2 separate regions of the Sus scrofa genome follow, and region 1 is linked to region 2. Evidence: chromatin contacts called from public HiChIP or PLAC-seq data. All regions are on one chromosome and are shown on one strand. The core of a region is the stretch at or near the end of the contact, and the rest is flanking DNA. Distances in the headings are between cores, read along the strand shown. Region 1 has its middle 12 kb from the start of LAMA2. Region 2 overlaps LAMA2 (laminin subunit alpha-2).

Region 1 (7,404 bases), core at 2,702-5,201, 310 kb after region 2:
TTCATATTGTGTTTTTTTCAGAAAACAAATTATGTTCGTTTTAATTTTATGCTTTATTTTTTCTATTCTTCTTGTGTTCAAATTTAACTTAACTCTTTGAAAATATTTTTGAAGTTTTTATCTGTATATTCAAACATCTCGGTCATTTCTGGTTCCATTTCTACTAACATATTTTCTCCTGATCGTGAATCATACATTTTTGCTTCTTTGTGTGTCTAGTTATTCTGGACTGATTGTTAAAGTGATGAACAAATTTTATGTTGTTGAGTGTCCACACTTTGATTTCTCCCTTTGAACAATGATATTTTTTGTTTTGTTTTGTGCATGAATTGCTTCTCAACCTTTTGGCTTAGATTAAGTGTTTTGTGGATTAGCATGATCCTTTCAGTGCTAAGATTTTTTAAGGTACAAATGCAGGAGTCTTCTAGTTCAGCTCTCCTATTGATGCGTGACTCTTCAAAAGTCTGCACTGGATTATAGAATAGCTAAATGATGTCTCTTCACTGTGGCTGTCCGAAAATGACATGTCTCTCATATCTCTCAGTTCTGTATGTTCAACTTCAATTCCCTTGCAATTCTTTGCCTGGTTTTATAGACTTTCAACTTTTGCTGGAGAAGTTTGATATTTACTCAAAATATAAGGGGAACTGCAAATAGATTCTTGAAGCATTATCCTCAAAACATCCTCCTCCAGTACCCTGCTTCACAAATTTAAGTTGCCTCCCCAAACTCTGATCTCTATCTCTGCAATTCCGGGGGACTGCTCTGCTTTGCTTGGGTTTTCTCTGCCCGCACTATGGTTCATAAACTGTCACTGACAGAAAACTGGTTCAATCACTGGCACGATCTGGTGTGTTTCTTTTTTCTTGGGACATACGGATTTGTACTGCCTATTATCTAGTGTCTTAAAATAGCATGTTTATATTTTCCCCAGTTGTTCATATTATTTTCATGCTTGTTTATATATAGAAAATTCAGTATCTATGAGTCCTTCATGGCTGGCAGTGAAAGTCTCAAAGTTACACTTTTTAAATAATTTTTTTAAAAAGACTAGCTGTAAGTAATGAAAATTCATTCTAAAGATTTCAGAAATGTAAAGAGCAGAATGATTTTGAGGATCATAACCTGAGACTCTTCTATTATTCTTTATATTAATAATATGACCTTTGAAATGGCTCTCAGTATTTGAATTTTTCATGAGTCCCCTTGTGGCTCAGTGGGTTAAGGATATGCCATTGTCACTGCTGTGGCATAGGTTTGATCCCTGGCCCAGGAACTTCCACATGTCATGCATGTGGCCAAAAAAGAAAAAAAAAAAAAAAACCTATATTTAATAGCTCCTCATAAGCTGTACTATAAGAAAAATATGAGATGATCAGGAATAGGAAAAATAATTATGGTTAACCCAATTAATATTTCTTACAAACATACCAAATTATGACAGATTATTTATTGAATTTACCCATACTATAAAGAATGGGGAACTCATAGCACTATTTATTAATAAGCTATAGACTTATTTATCAAAATACATTCTCATGTAATTATTCACAAACTATTGGATTGACAATAAATGTGGGAACATTTTATACTACAAGGGATCATTTAAGGTCAGAAAATTAAAGAGTTGGTTTACATAGCAGGAAATTTTTTTTAAAGGAGTGTTTTATCCATATACAGTTGTCCCTTGAACAACAACTAGTTTGAACTGTGGGTTCAATTATACATAGGATTTTTTCTTAATAATAAATACCGTAGTACTACATGATTCATGGTTGTTGAATCTGAGGAAGCAAAACTGCAGATATGGAGGAACCATGAATATAGAAGGCCGAGTATAAATTAAAAATTTTCAATTTAAGTTATTCTTTTAAATTACAGTGGGTTTTCAACCGGGTAGATGTTGACAGCCCTAGTCTCCATGCTGTTCAGGAATCCACTGTAATTTAAAAGAATAACTTAAAATGAAAAATCTATAAGTGAAAACAGCACAGATATGAAAGGAACAAAGTATAATTCAAGATAAAATTGTTAAAACACTAAAAAGAGTAAAAACTTAGAAATGCTGTTTTATAGTTGACTTAGGAGTAACAGATTAAATCACATCATTAAACCATATGGGAATAAATTTAGTAAAACAAAAATCCCCAATACAATATTAAAAGCTATTAAAAATGAATTGCATGGTCAATATATGATTTTATTGTCAAGTATGTATGGTTGTTAAATTATTTCTGTTTAAAGAGGAAGAGATATTAAATTTTAAGTTTTCAGTAATCATTGCACACACATAATCTGTAGAAGTGAGAATAAGAGAAATCAACCCCACAGGCTAATCACAAAATACAATTATTTTATATGTAATGTCTATAGCTCTACCTAGAAAAAAATATTGTTTAACTGTTAAGATTCTAAAATATAGAAAAAAAAGGTTAACAATTGAAATAAGAAATAGAAAAATAAAAGAAATATATGGAAAATAGAAAAAATAGAACTTTATGAATAAAATTAAATCAAAAACATCTATGAAGAAAGAATAAATATAATCAAGACAAAGTCATGGGTTTTTTTACTCTAAAACTCTATAAAGAATCAGTTATTTTAAATGCATAATTTAAGACTAAATATGAATTTTAAGATTTTGACCTAGTGTTTGTTGTACATTCAGTTCTACTTAAGACCTCATTTAAAGTAGATTAAAAGTCGTTCTAGTTTTAGTATTTTGAAAAACCTCTCTACTGTTTTCCACACTGGCTATGCAAACTTACATTCCCACCAACAGTGCACAAGGGCTCTCTTTCTCCATATCCTTACCATTTGTTATTGGTGGTCTTTTTGATGACAGTCATTCTGATAGGTGTGAGGTGATATCTGACAGTGGTTTTTATTTTCATTTCCCTGAGAATTAGCTATGTTGAACAGGTACCTCAGCCTACTGGTTATGTGCATTTCCTCTTTGAAAAACATGTGTGTTTAGTTATTCTACCCATTTCTTAGATAAGGAAACTGATGTCTATCTCATGCTTATGAAGATAATGAAAGTTTTTAAACTGGGAAGTAACATGATCAAATCTCTGTTTGTGATAAATAATTCCATCAGTGTAGAAGCTTGTTTAGAACAGATGAGTAAGGAAAAGTGGAAGGAAATGACCCTAACAGAGCAATGTATTCTTCATTCATTCATTTATTTATTCTTGCAACAACTCTTTATAAGAGTACCTGCTATGAGCTACATATTTGAAAACAAGATAGTCAAGGCCCTACTGTCATAGCCTTACATCCAGTGAAGAAACAAATACAAAGTTTTAAATGTCATTACAAATTGTTATAACACTATGAAGGAAATAAACAGGGTGATAGAACTGTAAATGTAAGGTGAAGTTTCCTTAAATAGGGTGTCAGGAAAGCCTCTCTGAGGAGGCGACACTTAAGCTGAGATCTGACAGAGCACAGGACTCCAATGAATGCAAGGTCACTGGAGAAGAGAAATTATTTTGGAGATGTTTGAGTGAGTGCATTAACAAGACTTGCTAACCAACCGGATATAGGGATTTAAGGATTATTCTAAAGTTTCAGGTTGGAGCAACTGGCTGTCTGGCAGTGTTAATAACTGAGATAGGAAATACAGGAAGACGGCCAGGTATGAGTTAGAAATGTTGAGGTAATTACCACTGGAGATGTCTAGTTGGTTATTTTTAGTTCCTCTGATCACATTTCATAGTCATCCCATGAACAGATGACACAGTCAAGGGATGAGATTTCTCTATTAAGTTGAGGAATGGGTATAAAGGGAATAATTAGAAGACATAGCTATCCTAGAAACAAATGTGAGAGTACAAAATGTGAGAATACGTTCATTTGCACTAAATGCTCCACTAGAAAACAGACTCTGAAGGAAACATATTGCTGCTAACATTTTATTGGGAAGTATAATGCCAGGGGAATCATGAACACTGGGAAAATGGAGTAGAGCTACTCTTCCTTTAAAAGAAGGGAGAAGAGAGAAAAAGTTATCTATTCACTCCCATCCCACTTTGATCAAAGTTCATCTTTTAGGAATCGGCCCCTCACACTTCTGAGCTTCACATGTTTGGTGCTTAGAAAAATGGAAAGCTGCTGCCTATGTCTTAAAAACCAGTGGCAACATGGAATATAGAAATGGGAGGCAAGAGGGAAGTCATACCCAGACAGTAAAGGGGGATCAGCAGCAGGCACAGTGGGGGTGTCAATCGAAAGCAGGAGCAGCTGTCATAGCAGTGACCTGGCTCCAGGCCATGGGATACAGCAAGCCGCTACTATAGGCAGAAAGCACAACATGAGCACAGACCTGGGGTGGTGTATAAATTGAAGCCAATACACAATGAAGACGATGAGGGACAGAGGAAGGAGCAGAAAATGTGGTAAGAGAAAAGTCCAAGGTGATAGGGTCAGATCATTTAAGCCTTTTTACAGACATTTGTTTCACCCGGAGTGAAAAGGGCAGCTATTCCTATATTGCATTTTTAAAAGATGTCTCCAGTTGCTGTGTTGAAAATAGACTGTCAGTTGGCTGGCTACTGCAGAAACCCAGAACTTGTAATGGTGACTTGAACTGGAGGAGTAGCTGGGGTGGAGAGAAATTATAGATTCTGGACACATTTTAAAGGCAGAACACACTGAATTTCCTTGCTTCACACTTTTTATAAAATCAAATTTCCAGTGGATAAGAAAGCTAACTTTCAAGACTATTAAAAGTGAAATCATAAAGCATTAAAAAAAAAAATACAGTTAAAGATAGGGAAGATTTAACATTCCAAAATTCAAAATCCACAAACAGTATCTACATTAAAATAAATGAACAGATATCAGAGAAGTAGAAAATATGTGTAACATATAAGAGATATAAATTTAGTAAGTAGCATAGATAAAATACCCTTATAAATTCAACAAAAAATGGCAAACAATTCAACAAAAAAAGTGCACAAAGAATATACAGAGGATATTCACAAAAAGGAAATGTAAATGGCAACATATATACAAAAAGACATTCAACCTTGTAAATTAGTAGGAAAACACAAATTAAAACAACAATGAAATGCCAATTTTCATTTATCCCAATGGCAAAAGAAATAAACTGAAACATTCAAAAGATTGGACAAAAATCCTATTATGTCCACGGATGTGTATAACTGACCAATACATTGAAAAGCATAAATTGACAAAAAACATTAAAATGTAAAATGTTTATCCTCTCAACCCAACAAGTCTGCCCGATATCTATCCTAGAGAAATAATCTCATATCATTATAAAAAGGGTATGCAGAGTTCCCATCATGGTGCAGTGGAAACGAATCCGACTAAGAGCCATGAGGTTGCGGGTTCGATCTGTGGCCTCCAACAGTGGGTTAAGGATCTGGTGTTGCCATGAGCTGAGGTGTAGGTCGCAGACGCAGCTTGGATCTGGCATTGCTGTGGCTATGGTGTAGGCTGGCAGCTACAGCTCCAATTGGACCCCTAGCCTGGGAATCTCCATATGCCGTGGGTGCAGCCCTAAAAAAAAATAAAATAAAAAGTAAAAACAGTATGCAAGATTTTCATTGTATTATTGAAAAATCAGAAGTTTCTCAAATTTCCACCAACAGAGGGCTAGATAAACCAGTGAAGCACACATAGCAGGTAAAAAAAAAAAAAAATGAACTATATCCACAAGTCCTGACATGAAAAGACATCCATATAAAATTTACCAAAAAAGAAGTTGTGTGAACACATAATATGCGTGTGGCCGAAGGGTATGATGACTATCTGAATAGAAGTTTTCTGATTCCCCACAGTTGCAAGGTTAGACAGAGAAAAATGAAGTGATTATTAAGTATTTAAAACATTAGAATAGCATATTTTAACAGCTCAATTTTAAAATTAGTTCTTGGGAATACACTTGACCAAAGAGGTGAAATATGTATATGCTGAGAACTATAAAACATTAATCAAGGAAATTAAAGAAGATGTAAAGAAAGGGAAAGATATTCCTTGATCCTGGGTTGGAAAAATTAATATTGTAAAAATGGCCATACTGCCCAGAGCAATCTACACATTCAATGCAATCCCTATCAATTTACACGTGGCATTTTTCACAGAACTAGAACAAACAATCCAAAAATCTATATGGAACCACAAAAGACCCAGGATTGCCAAAGCAATTCGGAGGAACAAAAACCAAGCAGGAGGCATCTCTCTCCCAGACTTCAGGCAATATTACAAAGCCACAGTCATCAAGACAGTGTGGTACTGGTACCAAAACAGACAGACAGACCAATGGAACAGAATAGAGAACCCAGAAATAAACCCAGACACCTTTGGTCAATTAATAATTGACAAGGGAGGCAAGACTATAAAGTGGGAAAAAGGCAGTCTTTTCAGCAAGTATTGCTGGGAAACCTGGACAGCTGCATGCACACCAATGAAACTAGAACACACCCTCATACCACGCACCAAAATAAACTCAAAATGGCTGAAAGACCTAAATATAAGACAAGACACCATCAAACTCCTGGAAGAGAACACAGGCAAAACAGTCTCTGACATCAGCCTTACAAATGTTTTCTCAGGTCAGTCTCCCAGAGCAACAGAAATAAAAGCAAAAATAAACCAGTGGGACCTCATCAAACTGACAAGCTTTTGCACAGCAAAGGGAACCATAAATTCTACAAACTTACCCCCAAAAGTCATTTGAAAGTTTATTTATTTGCATTTCCTATATTTGTATTTAATTTTGTTATGAATTTTTAATTTAAATTCTGTTTTAGTCTTTCTGATTGAAGGTGGCAAACACTGACTAAAAAGAATTTAAAACTTACTATTTAAATTCTCAAAACTAAATACATGTAAAGAAATCTAAATAAACTTTTAAATGATACATTTTGTAAGTTTGCAATACTTTGATATTGCTAAGGCTTAAAACTGTGTGTGTATATATGTATGTGTTTGTATGCATATATCCTAGACATATAAAAGATAAAATCAAATTCTTCTAATAGGCATTAAAAAAAGAAAAAAGCAAGACATCAGAAATAGAGATATAGACCATGATTCTTAAAAAAAGAATCAGATATTAAGTATACCAGTTCCTCTCAAAATTAATCAATACCAGAGTTCCTGTTGTGACTCAGCAGAAACAAATAAGAGTAGTATCCATGAGGACACAGGTTCAATCCCTGGCCTTGCTCGGTGGGTTAAGGATCCGGCGTTGCCGTGAGCTGTGGTGTAGGTCTCAGTCACAGCTTGACTCTGGCATTGCTGTGGCTGTGGTGTAGGCTGGCAGCTGCAGCTCCAATTCGACCCCCAGTCTGGAAACCTCCATATGCCACAGGTGTGGCCCTAAAAAGACAACAAAAAAAGTTAATCAATACCAATTAAAATTCTAGAATT
Region 2 (7,787 bases), core at 2,991-5,490:
TAATTAACATAATTGCAAACCTAATAGGCATAAACTGACTATAGAAATCAGCTGTTGGGACTTGTATATGAAAAGAAGTAATATACTGGTTTAAGATTCTAAAAATATGTATTTTGTATTCAAAACACATTATTTGTATTCATTTGCATTTTAAGAATACAATTATAAAACTTATTTTCCTCCTCCAAAATCTAATTTCAAAACAATAGCCTCAGCTCATGTTTAGGTATTAGTATGTTTTTCCAATAATTATAATCTATTCCATGTATTCCCAATAACTTTATTTTGTAATTGTGCAAAAATAATGATCATAAAGAGAATATTAAGAATGATACTTTATATTAATGTTCTTTTAGTATTAAATTAATAATAAAACTTACTAATAAAATTAAATAATTTCCATTAAGAATGAAAATGGACCTCCTATATCCCTCCATGATGCAATGCTGACTAGCACTTATCATGATAAATATCTCTACTTATAATGTAGATTATGACATAAGCCCAAGAAAATGTCTTTCATATCTCAAGCATTAATTAATATCTGTTGTAACACAGCATTATTCATTACACATTCCAGAAATGCAAAAATCTACTTATTGTAAAACTACCTCAAGGCTATTCAGATAACCATGTGTCTCCATCCTCATTTCAAGGAACATCATTTTAATTATAAGGATTACTTAATATTTATATAATGTGCCAGAATATGCTCTAGGCAGCCCTAATGCATGAAAGGCATGTTTTGCCCTAAAGAATTGTCTCCTATCCTCAAATTGACATGAAAACAAAGAAAAATAGTTTTCATAAAATATAAATAATAAAGTTCCCATCTCTACGATGGTGTTTATTTCATAGAATGTAGCTGCAGGTTACTGTAGTTGTACAACTAGAGATTCCATTTCCTAGCTGATTTGTGTGTAATTTGTTTCATTTGTAAAACAGAATTTGCTTTCTGATTCATGATTTCTGTCATCTATCGAGCTCATTTTTGCTCTGCACAGTAGGGCATAGACAACTATTATTGTCCTGGTTCCTACTGAAATCAGTAGGCAGCAACTTGTTTGTAGTCACTGATTCTATTTCTTCTATAGATCCTTTTCAAAAACCAAAGGGAAAAATAAATGAATTAGCCTCTTACCCCAAATTCTGTTAGTCAACTAAAATCTATCATATAATTTTGCATACTGACTCAAGTTAATTTTTTAGGGCAATATCAAGGGAAAACAAAGGGATAAATAATAATCTAGTTCCTATCACATACCAGAGGTTTTATATATTATTAAATGAAATAATTATGATAATTCTATGAAATAGCATTTACAGTCTCCATTTTATAACTACAGTGATGAAGGATATGAAGTGAAAGAATTTCTGTAAGATCTCATAGCTAGGTTTAAAAAACAAAATCAGGGGAGTTTCCTGGAGGCCTAGTGGTTAAGGATTTAGTGTTGTCACTGCTGCAGCTTGGGTTCAATCCCTAGCCTGGGAACCTTTTCAGGCTTTGGGCACAGCCAAAAAAATTAATAAAAAAAAACAAAATCAGGTCCATTTGACTTCATCATTTCTGCTATTATACCATACAGCCTTGGGAAATACACATGGGCTGGTATCATAGCATTCTCCAGAAATGCAGTATTGTGGCATGGAGTAGCAAAGTGATATCTCTAGTTATTTCTTTCTTTCTTTTCTTCTTTTCTTCACACCTGAGGAATACGGAAGTTCCCAAGCTAGGGGTCGAATTGGAGCAGCTGGCCTACACCACAGCCACAATGCCAGATCCCACTCACAGGTGCAACCTACATCACAGCTTGTGGTAACACTGGATCCTTAACCCAGTGAGCGAGGTCAGGGCTTGAACCCACATCCTCATGGATATTAGTTGGGTTCTTAACCCACTGAGCCACAATGGGAAAAATAGTGAGAAAAAGAAAAGACTTATGATATGGGGGAGTGGTCTAAATCAGAAACTTTGATACTGGGTTATAACTGCAGCCAACATATTGTACATAACCCTTTATGAATCTATTGGGAATAAAAAAATTTAATCTGAATAATCCCTTGGGGGCCTATTCGTCTTTTAGCTTCTGGAAGATAACACAGATGACTTTAGGTTTGGTAATGAATTTTTAGATTCAATACCCAAGGCATGAGAGAAAAATTAATAAGTTGGACTTTGTTAAAATTAAAATGATCTGCTCTGCAAAACACACTGTCAAGAGAATGAGAAGACAAGTCACAGTTTGGGAGAAAGTATTTTCAAAAGACGTATTCAACAGAGACTTATCTACAAAACATACAAAGAATGTTTAAATCTCAACAATAAAAAATTCAATAGCCCAGTTTAAAAAGTGAGCAAAAATATAAACGGACCAAAAGATGAACACCAAAGATTTTATACAGATAGCAAAACAACAAATGAAAAGATATATCATTAGGGAATCATGAATTAAAATGAGATGCCACTACACACCTTATTAGAACACCTTATACCCACAATCTGACAATACCAAACACTGGCGATAATGTGGAGCAGCAGGACCTCTCATTCATGTTGGTAGATATGCAAAATGATACAGTTACTTTGGAAAGGTACCAGAAGTTACTTAGAAAAGAAATATTCTCTTCCCATAATCTAAAGGGGTTGAAAACATAAATGCATGAAAAATTTATGTCCACAGGAAAATCTACCTGTGGATGTTTGTAGCAGCTTTATTCATTTTTGTGAAAACTTGCAAGCAACCAGATGTCCTTCTATTGGACGAATGGATAAATTACCTGTGGTATACCCAGAAAGCAAGTATTTCTCAATGCTAAAAGCATTGATCTACCAATTCATCAAAGACATGAAGAAACCTTAAATGCATTTTTTTGGCCGATTTGAAACCAATTTAATCACAATTTCATGTTATAATACAGAGACACACATATCTATACACTTGCTCCACACGTGGTACACACAGAAAGCCACTGGATACTCACTTTCCTGATGGTTTGCTCAGGAAAGAGGGGAAACAAAAGAAGCAGTTTCGGTTTTGGCTGAAGTGGTGGGAGTGACAGTGAATTGCCAAGAAGATCCCATCCATGGTTCTTGCACAGGCTGTCCAAAGGGTCACAGAATCCATCCCCTCACCCCCCAGGATAGATCACAGAGTTTGCGTTCACTATCTGCCACTGCTTTGGAGGTGTGCTTCCTTCATCTTTGATTTAAGCTCCCCCCTTGTTTTCGGCACCCAGAGCCTGTGGAAATCTCCTGGCCAGGGATCGAACCTGTGCCACAGCAGCGATCCAAGCCACTGAATGCATCTTATTAATTGAAAAAAATCCACCAAGAAAGGCTACAAACTTATGATTCAACTATGTGACATTGTGCAAGACAAAACTATGGAGACAGTAAAGAAGAAATTAGCCTTTCCCATCTTTGCCACTTCTTCTAACAAAATAGAGATTATGAAAGTAACATATATATTGAAAAATATGTGCTGCCAAAGCAGTGTCATGTCTGCTGAGGGGATGCAGAGCAATAGAAAGGCAGCCAGACCTAGGACATCATAATAAACATTAAAAATGCTTTAAAATGTATAAACCACTCTCGCAGAGAATGTTTTGGAATCCAGCAGACTAAACAGCACCAAGTTAAACATTTAAATTAAAAGCTACAGCTGGCCAAATATTATTGTATCTGTTTATTTTATTACCTGAAAAGGCAGCTGCATTTTAAATGAAAGCAAATTTAAACTTACTTAACTTCTTTAATTCCACAGCTTGAACCCTACATTGATGTTGCAAAACAAATGTCATGATTTTAACTTACCTTGATCATAAAGTAAATAACCTACTCTTTTTCCTGTGTTGCATAGAAAAATGGAAAGAGATCTGAAGGGCAAGTCAGAGGGTCATAACTCTTAACATCAGCCTGGCCTCCGAAGAAGCTATTGGGGTGACTTAATCTCTAGCAGTCTGAGTTTCCCCAACCCATTTCATGTACTCCCAACATGCAAAACAGATAAAGACATCCTGGTTTTAGAAGGAACACTGCTCCCTGTCTGCTACATCTACTTCCTGTCCCAGCACAGGAAGACCACACAGAACACAGTGTGAAAATCATTTAATAGAATATGGCTCAAATTATTTCCAGTTCTGAAATCTTTTGTTTCTATGTAAATATTCAAAACATCCTAACTTCCCCCTGCTCCACAGAGACCAAGACTTTTACTCAAACAATGCTGCTCAGGCTCATAAAATTTGAGAGCCAGAAAAGAATTTGGCAAACTATTTAGGTCATCTGCCTGGCTCTGAATGGACATGGCCTTAAATGATCCCGGAATTATTTTTTCAAAACTATTTAGAAAATCCAGACAGGCCCTTCTGAAGATATCCCAACCAAGTCCTTTTTCTACAGTTTGAAAAAAAATCATTTAGGATAATTCTACCTATATTTCCTCTTGTTCATTTTCTATGGAAACAGATGTAATTACTATTCACACAGAGCATCTATTTTTTCACTCAACAGGGAATTAGACTCCTAAGCAACATTAAGCAATCTACTGGGTCCTAAAGTACAAAGGTAAACAGAATCCAGTTGCATCCAGGAACTCACAGTTTAGGGAGGAATATATGTGTGTGTTGGGTGGTGGGAAGTCTCAGGGGATGAGCACACGGAAGGCCTAACTCCTGGGAGATGAGGTGGTCAGAAAAGTGTCCTACAGAAGTTAATGCTTGAACTGCATTTTGAAGGATGATTACAAGTTAGTGACTCAGGAAAATGGTACCAGGGAATTTCAGACAAGAGGAAACAGTGAAGTAGGAAAGTTTGAGAGAGCATGGGATACATATGGGCATTTTAACAGCTGGACCACAGAGTCCTGCCTAACCCCCCCACCCCCAGAAGCTATAAGTCCAGAATAGTGCAAAGATATCACTGTACCCATGTATGAGAATAAAGCATTAGAATAGGGAGGCTGGAGGTAGAAAGAAACATAAATGACTTTTTTCTGTAATTTAGGTAAGAAATGATGTAGGTTCAATACCGACTATTCAGTATCTTAAATCATTTTAGTTGCTTTGCGCTGACACCTCCCACCTTTTCTATGGCTAGGCTTGTGTATCATCAAGGCATCTGGATATGGACAATAGCTCAGCTGGAAAGATTTTATTGTTTTTCAGTTGGTATCAAATAGCCACTTCACCACACTTTGGAGAGTTATTATTTATTGTTAGTAGTCAGCTGATTGCATGATTCTACTTGGTGTTAGAATCATAAAACTTTAAATCTGTAAGACTTTCTAATTCATTTGGTCTGTTTGTTTTCAGATCATGTTTCTCTGAAACCTAGCTTTCTTTTGGGGAAAGCACAGATGAGACTATGGAATAAAATGCGACAGAGCTCCTGGCCTTGTCACCCAGCATAACTAGAACCAGCTCTGTCAGTCATTGTAACCAGCACTGCTCCTTGTCTTCGCTGGTAACCAGCACCACCATGGCATCTAGTGAGTGATTTTTCTTGATTTTGCGTGTTCTAATTAAGATTTTGTTGGTAAAACAGATTCTGTTGCTAAAATTATAACCTCCCCTCTAACTTCACCAATGAAAAATTCAAACACAATGAAGTGAAGGGTCTTGCTTGTGTTTGTATTTAGCTAGTGGGTAGCAACAGAGCTCAAACAGCAAAACTGTTAATACAAATTCAGGAAGAGCTGGAACCTCTTCTAGAATTTGAAACTGTCCCTAATCCCCAAGTCATATTCTGGTCTTGCCAACTCTCCTCATTCCAGACATTAATGTCAGTGAATTTCAGACTTCCTATTAAAAAAGAAAAACAGATTCTAAGATTCATTTTCTTCCTATGTGAATATGTGTTTACGTGTGTTGCTGTTTATAACGAAACTGACATATAGATTTGAATTTACAAACTTTGTGATAGCTAAGAAAATATTATTTAGCGTTCCCTTGCACAGGCTAAATTATTACTATTGGGTAAAAACATCAACCTCTGAATTCAGCCTAAAGCACGTGGCAGGATTTTTTATTTTTCTCAGTCTTGCATCATCTACAGATACTTAATGGATCATCGGTAATTTTTAAAAGTAAACATAAAAGAATGGCTCTCGAAATTTTATGGGTAGAGAATCACTTGGGAAGCTTGTTTAAAAATGTAGATTTCCACACTTTTCCCCCAGATCTCCTGACTGAATCCAAGATAAGGATCAGTAATAACTATTTTTTTTTTTTTTTTGTCTTTGCCATTTCTTGGGCCGCTCCCGCGGCATATGGAGGTTCCCAGGCTAGGGGTCTAATCGGACCTGTAGCTGTCGGCCTACACCAGAGCCACAGCAACTCGGGATCCAAGCCGCGTCTGCGACCTACACCACAGCTCACGGCAACTCTGGATCGTTAACCCACTGAGCAAGGGCAGGGACCGAACCCGCAACCTCATGGTTCCTAGTCGGATTCGTTAACCACTGCACCGCAACGGGAACTCCAGTAATAACTATTTTCAATGAAGACCCCAGATGACTGGGATGTGTGTCTGAGTTCCACATGTGAGAGACTGTTGTAGCTCTAACTAGAATTTTTAAAGAAGGGGTTGGTTTAAATGGTTTTGCTGAATCCCTTAATCTGACTTGTCTCTTTAAAATAAAAATATTTCACCATGCTCGTCAAGGACATGGAATCAAAACCCATCTCTAAGTCTTACAGGATCAAGCTGTCATGGGTTTCATTACCAGCATAGTTTACATTTTCTTTAGCCTCAATATCTTTCACCAGGCATAAAGTTCATGCGTTTGGCACAAGAGGAAGTTATGTCTTGTTCCAAGAAACATGTACTCATCCTCCATCCTCCAAATGTCTATTAGATACTGAGATAGCATTAAACTGAGCTGTTGTTTGCTGTATAAAGTTTCAAGAGTTTCTGATGAAGAGCAGGATTAAGATTAGATATTAACAAAGTCAAATTATCTCTGTGCTTGTTTTGAAAGAAAAAGCAAAATCAAGCATTTTGACTTTTATTAAAAAGAAAACAATAACATTATCATTTAAAACTACTGGATGTAAGAACAATTCCCCTACTTAGTTTTTTTTTTTTTTTTTTTTTTTTTTTTTCCTGTGATGATAAGTAAAAATAAGCTTAAGGCAGTAAATGGCCTCAGGGACCTTCAACGGCCTGTCAAGCTTTTTGCTTGTGGGTTATTTTCAATTCCATTTCATTATAAAGGACTTATTTCAGGAACACTGGGGCTGATAATCATGTCAAACCCAGTCCCGGAAGAAAACTAGAAAAAAATGTATTTACTCAAAGATGAGACACCTTTGGGCAAAAAGAGAGAGCTCCTGATAGATAGTTACTTTCTAAATCAAAACACTCTAAAAAATGAAATCTATATGGGCAGATTCTTCCTTTCCTTCTCCTTTTTCCCCTTCCTTTTTCTTTTCTTCCTTCTCTCCCTTTCTTTCTTTCTCCCTCCCCCCAACCCTGCCCCAATTCCTTTCTTTATAGATAGTCTCTCTAAAATTTCAACTGTATAATATCTGGCCGCAAAAGTGGCTCAGTGGAATTAATAATAATAGCTAATACTGAGTGCTTATTATTTATCAAACAGTATCTTAAGGGCTGATATGTGTTACATCCTCAAAATAATGGTTGAAATGAGTATTAATATTATCTCTACTGTATACATGAGGAAAGAGTGGTACAAAAAAAAAAAAAAAAGTAACTATACTATCACCCCACAGCTATTGTCTGTAAGAACTCAAGTCAATATAAGTCCCTATTCCTGTATGAAGGC

What was found. HiChIP or PLAC-seq counts read pairs in DNA pulled down with a chosen protein or histone mark.
Region 1: an H3K27ac HiChIP or PLAC-seq map of skeletal muscle shows a contact between it and region 2. The contact joins two enhancer-like sites. A contact is called at or near these places in 2 of 5 promoter capture datasets (fetal liver and fetal skeletal muscle), 1 of 47 Hi-C or Micro-C datasets (skeletal muscle) and 1 of 2 datasets of contacts at active chromatin or transcription factors (skeletal muscle).

The regions. Positions count from the first base shown.
Region 1 is chr1:34,367,915-34,375,318 of Sscrofa11.1, forward strand. It overlaps the pseudogene LOC100157252. Among named protein-coding and RNA genes, the nearest start is that of LAMA2, 12 kb to the left of the region's middle. Within about 2 kb of position 3,952, at least 2 of the 83 cell types and tissues checked have an H3K27ac peak or open chromatin away from gene starts, as enhancers often do. A contact at or near this core is called in fetal skeletal muscle and skeletal muscle, where this site is marked.
Region 2 is chr1:34,053,056-34,060,842 of Sscrofa11.1, forward strand. The region is part of intron 12 of LAMA2 (laminin subunit alpha-2); the gene reads right to left. Among named protein-coding and RNA genes, the nearest start is that of LAMA2, 300 kb to the right of the region's middle. Within about 2 kb of position 4,241, at least 15 of the 83 cell types and tissues checked have an H3K27ac peak or open chromatin away from gene starts, as enhancers often do. A contact at or near this core is called in fetal skeletal muscle and skeletal muscle, where this site is marked.